2 separate regions of the Mus musculus genome follow, and region 1 is linked to region 2. Evidence: chromatin contacts called from public HiChIP or PLAC-seq data. All regions are on one chromosome and are shown on one strand. Each heading gives the region's core, a stretch centred on a gene start, on an enhancer-like site or on the middle of the called end of the contact. The rest is flanking DNA. Distances are from core to core; before and after follow the strand shown.

Region 1 (5,123 bases), core at 2,103-4,602, 240 kb after region 2:
ACCATCTGTAATGGGATCTGATGCACTCTTCTGGTGTGTCTGAAGACAGCAACAGTGTACTCAAATAAATAAATTTTTGGGAGCTGGAGAGATGGCTCAGTGGTTAAGAGCACTGACTGCTCTTCCAGAGGTAATGAGTTTAATTCCCAGCACCCACATGACACCCTCTTCTGGTATGTCTGAAGACAGCAATGGTGTATACATTAAAAAAAAAAAAAAAAAAAAAAAAGACAGGGTTTCTCTGTGTAGCCCTGGCTGTCCTAGGACTCATTCTGTAGACCGGGCTGGCCTGGAACTCAGAGATCTGCCTGCCTCTGCCTCCCAAGTGCTGGGATTAAAGGCAGGGGTCACTACCACCCAACCAATAAATCTTTAAAACAAAAATAAGGTGACGAGCCATTGAGGAAGAGACTCAATCAAACCAGAGACTGAGTCACACCAGGAAGGAGGTAAAGGAACTGAAATTCATTACTAATCAAGATAATGGATATTAAAACAAAATTAAATGTTCTTAACTCTCTCCATCCGTCCCATTTGAGAATCAAACATAGGACACCCAAGCAGGTCCCTTTGCTGGCTGAGCCATGGCACCAGCCTTCCATCAGTCAAAGACAGCAAGTGTGCAAATCCTAGAAGCCAGCAATTCCACTCCTAGGATATCTTCTTGTGATGAACGCGACATAAGACCCCAAAGATGTCTGCATCCTAGTCCCAGAAAAGGTGATGTTCTTACTTTCACTCAGCAAAAGGAATTAGAATTACAGTGAAATTCGAGGCTGTTCTGAAGTGAACATAAGAACACAAATCTTCATTTTCTGGGTGCCTCCCCTATTCACAGGGGTCCTTAAAAGTGGAAGCAGACAAAAAAGAGCCAGGCAACTTGAAAGAGACATGGAAACCGTCAGCCTAGGGTTGCTGGCTTAGGTAGATGCTATCTACCGTCTGAACAGGGAGGCCAGCCTGTGAATGCTCCATCACGGACTATGGAGGCTGTGACACTTTGTTTTCGGCAAGTGTAACTTGCTCTGGACCACTGACCTCTGCTCACACAAGGTGCAGCCATGTGTGATAGCATGTACCTACAATCTCAGCATCCAGAAGACAAGATACGGAGAACAGGAGGACTATGGGTTTGAGGCCAACCTGAGTTACATAGCAGACACTGTCTCAAAAATAAACAAATAAGGCTGATTGTGGTGGCACATGCCTTTAATCCCTGCAGTCAGGAGACAGAGGCTGACCTCTATGAGCTCAAGACCAGGCAGGTCAGCACACTAAGTTCAGTTCTCCTGAGGACCAATCTCCTGCAGCGTATACACGGTTCACCTTTCGAATAATGGATCTGTGTGCTGAAAACCACAATGAGCCCATTTTCCTCCCAGCAGTTCCAAACCGCTACAAACACAAACACTACTTTACGCATGACTACTACCGGCAGCTCTGAAGGGGTAGCCAAAGTGGAAATCTGCTATGTACCCATAAGTCACACTAGTTAATCCTTTGAGATGTCAAAAATCAGCCAACTGTGAAGGTGGAGGCTACTAGGCAAAAGGTGAGGAGGAAGAGGAGGAGGAGGAAGAGGAAGAGGAGGAGGAAGAGGATGAGGAAGAGGAAGAGGAAGTGAAGTGAAAATCAACCTGTGAAAGTTCGCTGCCTGAGCTCTTTACCTCTGAAAGCAAAGCCATCCTCGGGACCAGGTGAGAGGGCTCAGTGGCTACCTGCATTCACACACACAAGCCCACCCACCTCAAGCTCCATCCCTAGAACTCAAGGAACAGTGGAAGAGAGAAGTGACTCCACAAAGCTGTCCTCTGACTGCCATCCCTGTGCCATGCCACACTGTTCTCAAGAACATCACACACACAAGAATACGTTTTCCCAAGAGTGATTCCCAAAGGTGTTTTGACTCTAGTCCATCCAGCCAAAGGCTCCACCAAGACACACTCCAACTAAGTTTCTTGCAGAAGGAAGAAAATCTCCTTCGCCACATCACCAGCTTGGTGCCAAGTTTCATACATACAGAAGGAAGTGACAGGTTGAAAAACCCATTTTCCTACTTACGTGGCTACTGGGATGGCCTGTCAATCGTGAAGGACTACATGGCTGTGACTAACACACAAGTCACACCACTGCCCAAGATCTGTCAAAAATCTAGACGAAATCCTTCCTAACGTCAGCCATTAGCTGAGTTCTCTAGGAAGTAATATGGAAGATCCCAAATTTGCCAAGAGAGCTCTAACCCATCACCACTGCTACAAGCCACAAGGAATTGCTTTATGAGTCAGGCAGGGGCTCAGAGCACAGGCTCCAGAGCTCTTGCAGAGGACAGGAGTCTGGGTCCCAGCAGCTCTACTGAGTGGCTAACAGGCAGGTGAAACTTTGGCCTCTCGGGAATCTAACACATCTGTCCTCCAAGGGCGCGCGCGCACACACACACACACACACACACACACACACACACACACATACATATACACAGTTAGAAATATTTTTTTAAAAAAGCATTCTTAAAAGGCATAAGTAGCTCTGGATCAGTCTCCCTTTCTCAAGGCGCCCAGGTATAGGGACTTAAGTGGTGGCTCAAACATACAACCTCAAAAATACAATGTTTTACCCAACAAGACCCAAAGACTGTTGACCAACTCCGAGGGGAGTTTCACCTTCTCTCCATTCTTCAGAGGCGTTCATTGACATCCTCCTCCCTCCCCTGGGGTTAAAAGTACTACCCTAAACCCTTCGTCCCAAGAGAAGAACCTGTCTTTCCACCAATGCTCTAGATGGCCATACTCAGCGACACTTGGCCAGACCTGGCTGGCACACACCAGGCCCAGCTCCACCCTTGCGCCTCTGGCCACATGGATGCGTCCCCACAGTCCACAAAGCCGGGGACCCCAGGAAAAAGAGTCTGATACCAAAGACACATCCCTTTCCCTGGACATGGTCACACATGAATATAAACCACTCTCTAGACCACGTCTCCAAAGTGGGGTCAGAAAAGACCCAGGTGCAACTCCACACGGCCGCTCGCTAACGGAGGGCTGAAGAGCAGCGTCCCAGGGAGCAGCGGGAAGAGGCTGGCCCCAAGAATGTCCACCCCCCCACCCCGGCCAGGCGAGGTGTGGCACTGACAGGTGGTCCCCGAGTGTGAAGCACTTGGCTCTCCGCACAGGGCCATCGGGCCGCGTGCCCTACCTGTCGCCGGCGGATCCGCCTCCTCGTCAGCCTCCGCCTCAGCAGCTGCAGCGACTGCCGGCGAGGGCAGCGGGTCCATCGCGCGGCCAGTCATGTGAGCCCGCTCGCCCACGTGACTTCCTCCCGCGCCCGCCCGGCCAGCCCCGCCCACGCCAGCTCTTGTCCGGCGTGGCCACGCCCATGCCAACCTCGCCACGCCCCTCCGCTCACCCCAAGCAGTAAGACCACGCCCCTACCCACGAGCCACGCCCCAACCACGTGGCCGCGGCCGGGGCAGCGTTCAGCAGCTCTGGTCCAAGACTGAGTGCTAGCGCGAGTACCGCCCCAGCTGCTTAGTGCCACCTCCCTCCAGTGCGCACCCACCTCCCCGCTCTTAGCCAGCAGCTGTTACTCATCTTCTTGCCCACCCTCTGACCCACGCTGCCATTCATTTTTGCATTCGCTTGCCCACTCACACATGCTCTGTGAATTCCGGGGCAGCCCCTGTGAAAGGTGCTACGGACATTAGAACAGTGTTCTAGTACCTTCTGGGATTTGGAGCGTGAAACATGGCTAGAGAGTAGGTCTTCTGACTATAATAGGTCTCTGAAGATTACTGATGAGGAACAACATTCCATAATTGTTTGCAGATAACCAGGCCATTCTCCTTTCTGTTGGGGATTGAGCCCATAGGCTCCCACATGCTGAGCTGGCCCTCTACCACTGTGCTATGTATCACCAGCCCTTTATTATTTATTTGTATATTGTTGGAGATAGGGTCTCAATATATAACCCTGGCTGTCCTGGAACTCACTATGGCTAGCCTCAAACTCAAAGATCTGCCTGCCTCTCTCTCCTGAGTGCTGGGATTGAAGATGCACACCAGGACGTTGAGCTTTATGTATTTATTTTGACTCGGGGTCTAGTTAGCCAGGCTAGCCTTGAACTCACTCTGTAGCTAAGGCAGAACATCCTCCTGCCTCAGCCTCCCTAGGAGCTAAGTTGAACATACATACCTCCAGGCCTGGCCCTCTGACTGACAGAGGGAAGCAAGGATGTAAGAGCACACAGGAGCAGTGTCTGACCCGGGGCTGAATATGAGGACTGAGTCTAGAACTGCAGGAGGAGGAAGAGGAGGAGGAGGAGGAGGAAGAAGAAGAGGAGGAGGAAGAGAGAGAAGAAGAAGAAGAAGAAGAAGAAGAAGAAGAAGAAGAAGAAGAAGGAGGAGGAGGAGGAGGAGGAGGAGGAGGAGGAGGAGGAAGAGGAGGAGGAGGAGAACAAGAAGAAGAAGAAGAAGAAGAAGAAGAAGAAGAAGAAGAAGAAGAAGAAGAAAGGAAAAAGAAAGAAGGAGAAAAAGAAAAAAGAAAGGCAACCTAAACTGCATATAGATACATTATCTCAAGTAAAGGAAAAGCAAAAAAATATCTGGGAGAAGAAGAGGGTTATTAATAAGACTCCATCAGAACAGTTGGGTGTGGTGGCGCACACCTTTAATCCCAGCACTCGGGAGGCAGAGGCAGGTGGATTTCTGAGTTTGAGGCCAGCCTGGTCTACAAAGTGAGTTCCAGGACAGCCAGGGCTACAGAGAAACCCTGTCTCGACTCCATCAGGGAAGGCCTTTCTTATTTCACAGTAAAGACCTCGCCTCTCCAGATATTGATGTCTAATGATTTCCATGGAGTGGACTGAAGGCTCCAAGGTTGGAGCCCTAGGATGCCTCTCAGTCTCCCTGCTGGTGCCTCTAAAGTTTTTAAAGCCCTAAGCTTGGCTGTAGCTGCGTCTAGTTCCCTTTATTTTCCAGGACTACAATCTATTGTGTAGAAGTGTAACAGAGCCCCAGATCTTAGCTCCATCATGGAAGGAGTATCCAGGCTATAAAACTCAGCACAAAACACCACCTGCCAAAAATGAAGACCTGATCCATCAAAGCCCATAGTTCTGGGAAAGTGCTA
Region 2 (4,990 bases), core at 1,015-3,514:
CACAGGCACCTGTGTATTTATACAGGCGGGGGTGGGGGGGGAGAGGGAGGGAGGGAAAAGAGAGAAGGGAGGGAGAATAACTACAGCTATGTTGCATTAACATTTTCAATTCACTCCTAGCTAGAGAAAGCAACAACAAACCCAAAGAAAGGACTCCATCCATGTCCAGAGTGGTGGGTTTAGTTTACAGGAGCTAAATAGTAAGTTTAGTGGGTTCTTTTAAAGAAGCATAGATAGCCTGAGGGCGGGGGGGGGGGGGGAAGCAGCTGCATCACCAAAAAACCTCACCCAAGCATACAGATGACCCCACAGAGTACATCCTTAGAACTCTCTGCCCAGCTTGCAGGCAGCTCCACCAATGAGTCTCCTCTCTCCAGAAAACGCTTCCTGCTTACATAACACCAGAAAGGGGTTCGTGAGCCATGTGTCTTCTGAGTTTCATTAGTCACAACCCAAGACTCAACCCCACGTCCTACCTGAGCCTCCTCCCCTTCCTCTACAGGTCAATGTTTTAATCTTGGGGCAGTGGGGAGAGAAAGTGCTGCACAAAAAACTAGTAAAAAATAAAATTCTGAGGCCAGGGGTTCATAGTAGTTTTCTAGAAGAGAAACTGAGGCACAAAAGTGTAGAATAAATTGTCTCAGGACCCAGGAACTCCAAATCACTGCCTCTGGAACCTGAGTCTCCTGACAATGTCCTTTCCCCATGACAACATTTAGGATGAACTCAGACAGCCAGAGTGGAGTGGGGGTGGGGAAATAGATGACCATCACAGAACAAGCAACAGCCAACATGGGTATCCCTTACTCCTGGGCAGAAACTGCATGCTCCAAGAGAGTCCTATGTAACTATCATTGTATTCGTGGAAGTCCTGTCATTCATCTTTGATCCACCAGTGTGCTCACTAACCCATATTTGCATAGAGAAAGCCCCACTTAAACCAATGGAGGTCATAACAGTACAGCCCAGTGGGCCTTGGGGCAGAGTGCAAGAACAGACCAGTGGACAGAGCACTAAAAAGACAGTAGGCGGTCACAGGTAACCAGAGTACGCAAGCTCACCTGTCTATATCCCAGCCAGAGGGCAGTGTGGATAGTTCCCAGAGGGCCTTGCCAGAAAGCGGTTAGTTTCTTTCTGTTGCTGTGATGGAACACCACATACAAAAGCATCAATGAAAGAATGGATTTGTTTTGGCTTAAGGTTCCAGAGGGGCATAATAGGGGGTGAGGGTAGGGGGTCAGTCACAGCAGCAGAAAATTGAACAATTGCATCTTCAACTGCAAACACCAAGAAGAGCACAAACTGCAAATGGGCAAAGCTCTACACTCTCAAAGTTTGTACCCTGTGATATATCCTCAGAAAGGCTTCACCTCCTAAAGGTTCTACAACATCTACAAACAGTGCCACCAAACAGGACCAAATGTTCAAACGCATGAGCCTACAAAGCCCACTTCTCATTGTCCAGAAATAACTCTTGACCAGCCTCTGCACACTGTGGGAAGGAGGTGTCAATGTGGGGTAGAGGACCAGCCTGCAGGCTGTCTCAGGTCAAAAACACCACAAGGCCTACACTGGCAGGACATCGGTTTGCTCTGTAACCTGAAGAATATAATCAGCCTCTCTGAGCCTCAAGAGACTATACTGTACTGTGTAGAGGCAAAATGGCTTTGATGATCTTGGAAATTCAAATACAGCCCTTTGCAGGAGGTTCTGGCCTCAGGCCACACCCTCCAAGTGGCAATCATTCTGGCTGTGTGGGTGTGGGCATCACTGCCATCCTCTATTCTCTCACAGCTGCTTTCTCCGTGTCAAACACCCCTGCTTGGATGGATATAAGTGACCTGAGAAGCAGGTGTATGTGATGCCCTGGAGCCCACTCAGGCTATTGGAAAGGCTGCTGACAGAGGGCTCGAGGCAACCCTTGTCACTCCCCTCCCTCACTAAAGGGAACTGGGTTGGAGGCATTTTATGTTGGCACAGGGGTCTCTCCCTAGACCCAGAGTCCCCCACCCCACAGAAGCACCTGATAGTAGAGCCTACAGGTGGTGCAGGCATGTCTCTTCCCCCTCCCCCTCCTTACCCTCCTCCCCTCCCCCTCCTTAGCTTCCCCCCTCCCCTCCCTTCCCTTCTCCTCTCCTCATCCCCTTCCAGCCTCCCCTGCCAATGCTGACTCACTGGGCCGCCCACTCACCACAGTTCTGCCTCTGAGGGCCTCTATGCATGGCTGCTGTATGCATGGCTGCTCTCTGTGGGCATCTCCTGTGGTTCTTTCGCAAGCCCCATGGCCTTTCTCCTTATCTAGGTTCCTCCACTCAACTCGTAGCCACTCCACACGGCTTTCTTAAGAAAAACTAAGTCATGAGCCTACAGCCCACAAAGAGCTGGAGTCCACCCAGCTCTGGGCATCCCAGCCCTGCTCCCTGCCCACTCTCCCATCATGTCTCTCAGAGTCATTCACTGGTCACCCTCAGATGAATGAGAGCTGGAGGCATGGGGGCGTCCACAACAAAATCAGTTCCTGGTAGATGCCTAAAACCCCTCTTTTACAGGCTCATTTCTATCAGAGGCTCTAGCTGTACCCCACTCTGAAAGCTGAATAGATGCGAGAGTCTGTGGCCCCTGCCCTAGGTCCCCAAGCATTCTGGCCCCACTGCTTCCAGCTCTGGTCACGCTGCCACCTGGGCTTGTGCCCTGACACTTGCCTCCACTTAAGGAACTCTTCAAGATCCTGAGCTTCAAATCCTCTTTAGAGGGCCCAGGCTTCTCTCTGCAGCCCATTCTGAGGGAATCCTAATAGGTCAGGAGCATAGGTACCAGGGAAAGGAAGAATTCTATCTCTACCTGGCACATACCCTGAACATCCACACTAGTGGAAAGAGGTTCCCGAAAGGAAGACAGGTCATGTTATCATACTGCTGGATGCACTTCTGTAGGAGGGTGACGGTGCCAGCACTGCTCTGGTGCTTTTGTGACCCACACAAGCTTCCGTTCTGACCAACCATAGCTGCCCGTGAGTGCTTGGGGCAGCAGAGACAGGCCTGACCAGAGCCAAGAGCACAGTTCTGTCAGGGTTTTCTCTGTTATCTCTGTCTGGCCCGTTTCCATCTGGAACTCTCTAGAACTACAAACAAACTCAGGCATAAAGAAAGCTTACCTGCAGGGTCAGAAGAGAGGCCTTTCCATGGTGCATCTAGTCTGTCACTGGTCATCAACTCAAGGGCACCTCCACCCATCTCTGTGAGGGCTGGCGGCTCAACCCAATCAAGGAATTGGCCTCTCAAATTCCAGGGGCCTCACTGTCCACAGATCCCAAGACCAACCATAACACAAGGGAACGGTGAGTTACTACATGAGGCAATCAGCCAATAATATCCATGGCTGGTGCCATTGGTAGGGAATGAACCTGGGCCCAAGAGAACCTCTGCAAAGCCACAAACTCCCAAGGTCAGGAATACAGCAGGACTCTAGCAGGGGAAGAACAGAGATTTCGGTGCCTGAGCAGCAAGGCAATCAGATGAGGGGCCCTGTGTAGAATAGCCCTATCCACAGGGATCAAACTTCCAACAAGAGTTACCATCACACAGAGGATGACTACCATATGTGTGCCTGCCTTGATGCTGGGTAGATAGGAAAAGCCACAAAAGTTGAATGCTGAGAGTCTGTGACCACAAGCCTACATGCAAAACCCCAGAGCTAGAGATAACTAGTCTGAAATCACATACCATGAAAAGTCCAGACGGACACACCAGCAGAAGGCATGGGTCCTGTAGGGAGGGAAGAATCAATTGACTCATTAAACACCCATCCCTCCTGCCAAGGAGAATCAAAGGCTGACAAGGAGGGTAAAGAAACAACCATCCTTCCCCATACTCGGTTCACCACTGTGCAATCTAGTGAGTTATACAGTAGAGCCACTGAGAACCTTAAATCGGGATTTAGGGGGAATGGCACTAAGATAGCAGGGTTGCTTTGAGGTATGTGATGGTTAATCTTGGTTGGCAGCATGGCTTGATCTCAAATGGACTGAAGGACAAAGTGTTGACAGACCTGTGGGTGACGTTCTTGAGGTGACTTGAAGTGGAAACACCTGCCCTCCCAGTAGTAGCCCAGATAAAAGGAGGTCCCAGAAGAGAGCTCGGCTCTCTGCCAGCTTGCCTTTGTGACTCACTGGCAAGTTCATCTACCCTGTGGCTGCTGCACTACTTCACTGGTATCAGAACCCAGCTTCCTCTGGCTTCCAGAGTGACTCTCCAGGAATCCCCTAGGCTTCCAGGGCCAGGCAGAGGCTGATGAGACACTCAGCTCTGTGGGCTGCTGCACAGCTATTAGGCCCTCAGCTCTTCAGTTAAGGCAGCCACTATACTTCCCAGACCATTGTGTAAACCAGTCTAATAAATCCTTAGACAGCAGGAGTGGGGTCAAGATATAGTTAACTGCACAACAGAAACTATGCAGGGAGAAAGTGGAGGGCCTGAGGGGAAACTCCAATAAATTCAAAACAATGGGAGGAAACTGTCGCCACGATATCTTTAAGTGGTACATATAAAGTACTAAATTGGAACACAGAAATTCAAATGGGAAGAATAAGCAATGAAGACAAACTAAACACGCTGATTAAAAGACGAAGCTCATACTGTGTAAGAAAAACAAGTGTCCACTGCAGAGTATTTCCAGAAAATAAATGATGCACGGTGCAGGCAGCCAGGGAGAGTGGCAACCCACCAAAATTGAATAAGACAAAACTGAAGGCCAAGGCCTCACCAGAGCTGGATGTTACTCTACGGACCCCTAGCCACCAGAGACTGGGGAGGAGGGACACCAGACAAAGAGGCTCACTGTGCAGCCATCAAAGGCTCAATTCACCAAAACAACATGAGCTGCTGAGGAGGAAGGGGCAGTGCCAGCCTGGAAATGTAAAGCCACCACTGACACAGTGGAGATGTCAGTGTGGCCATCAGGGACAAGTGAATTGACAGCCAAGGATTAAACA

Evidence for each region. HiChIP or PLAC-seq counts read pairs in DNA pulled down with a chosen protein or histone mark.
Region 1: a contact with region 2 is called in an H3K4me3 HiChIP or PLAC-seq map of bone marrow-derived macrophages, with 3 times the contacts expected there. The contact joins the promoter of Snx8 here to the enhancer-like site in region 2. A contact is called at or near these places in 1 of 39 promoter capture datasets (the C10 cell line), 2 of 115 datasets of contacts at active chromatin or transcription factors (the 230-238 cell line and bone marrow-derived macrophages) and 2 of 9 other capture datasets (adipose tissue and pancreatic islet).

What each region holds. Positions count from the first base shown.
Region 1 is chr5:140,385,956-140,391,078 of GRCm38.p6, forward strand. It overlaps Snx8 (sorting nexin 8), which reads right to left and starts at 3,353. Exons shown (of 11, transcript NM_172277.3): 1 at 3,193-3,353. The coding sequence starts at 3,286.
Region 2 is chr5:140,147,242-140,152,231 of GRCm38.p6, forward strand. All of the region lies in intron 11 of Mad1l1 (MAD1 mitotic arrest deficient 1-like 1), which reads right to left. Among named protein-coding and RNA genes, the nearest start is that of Gm30492, 54 kb to the left of the region's middle. Within about 2 kb of position 2,265, at least 52 of the 459 cell types and tissues checked have an H3K27ac peak or open chromatin away from gene starts, as enhancers often do. A contact at or near this core is called in the 230-238 cell line and bone marrow-derived macrophages, where this site is marked.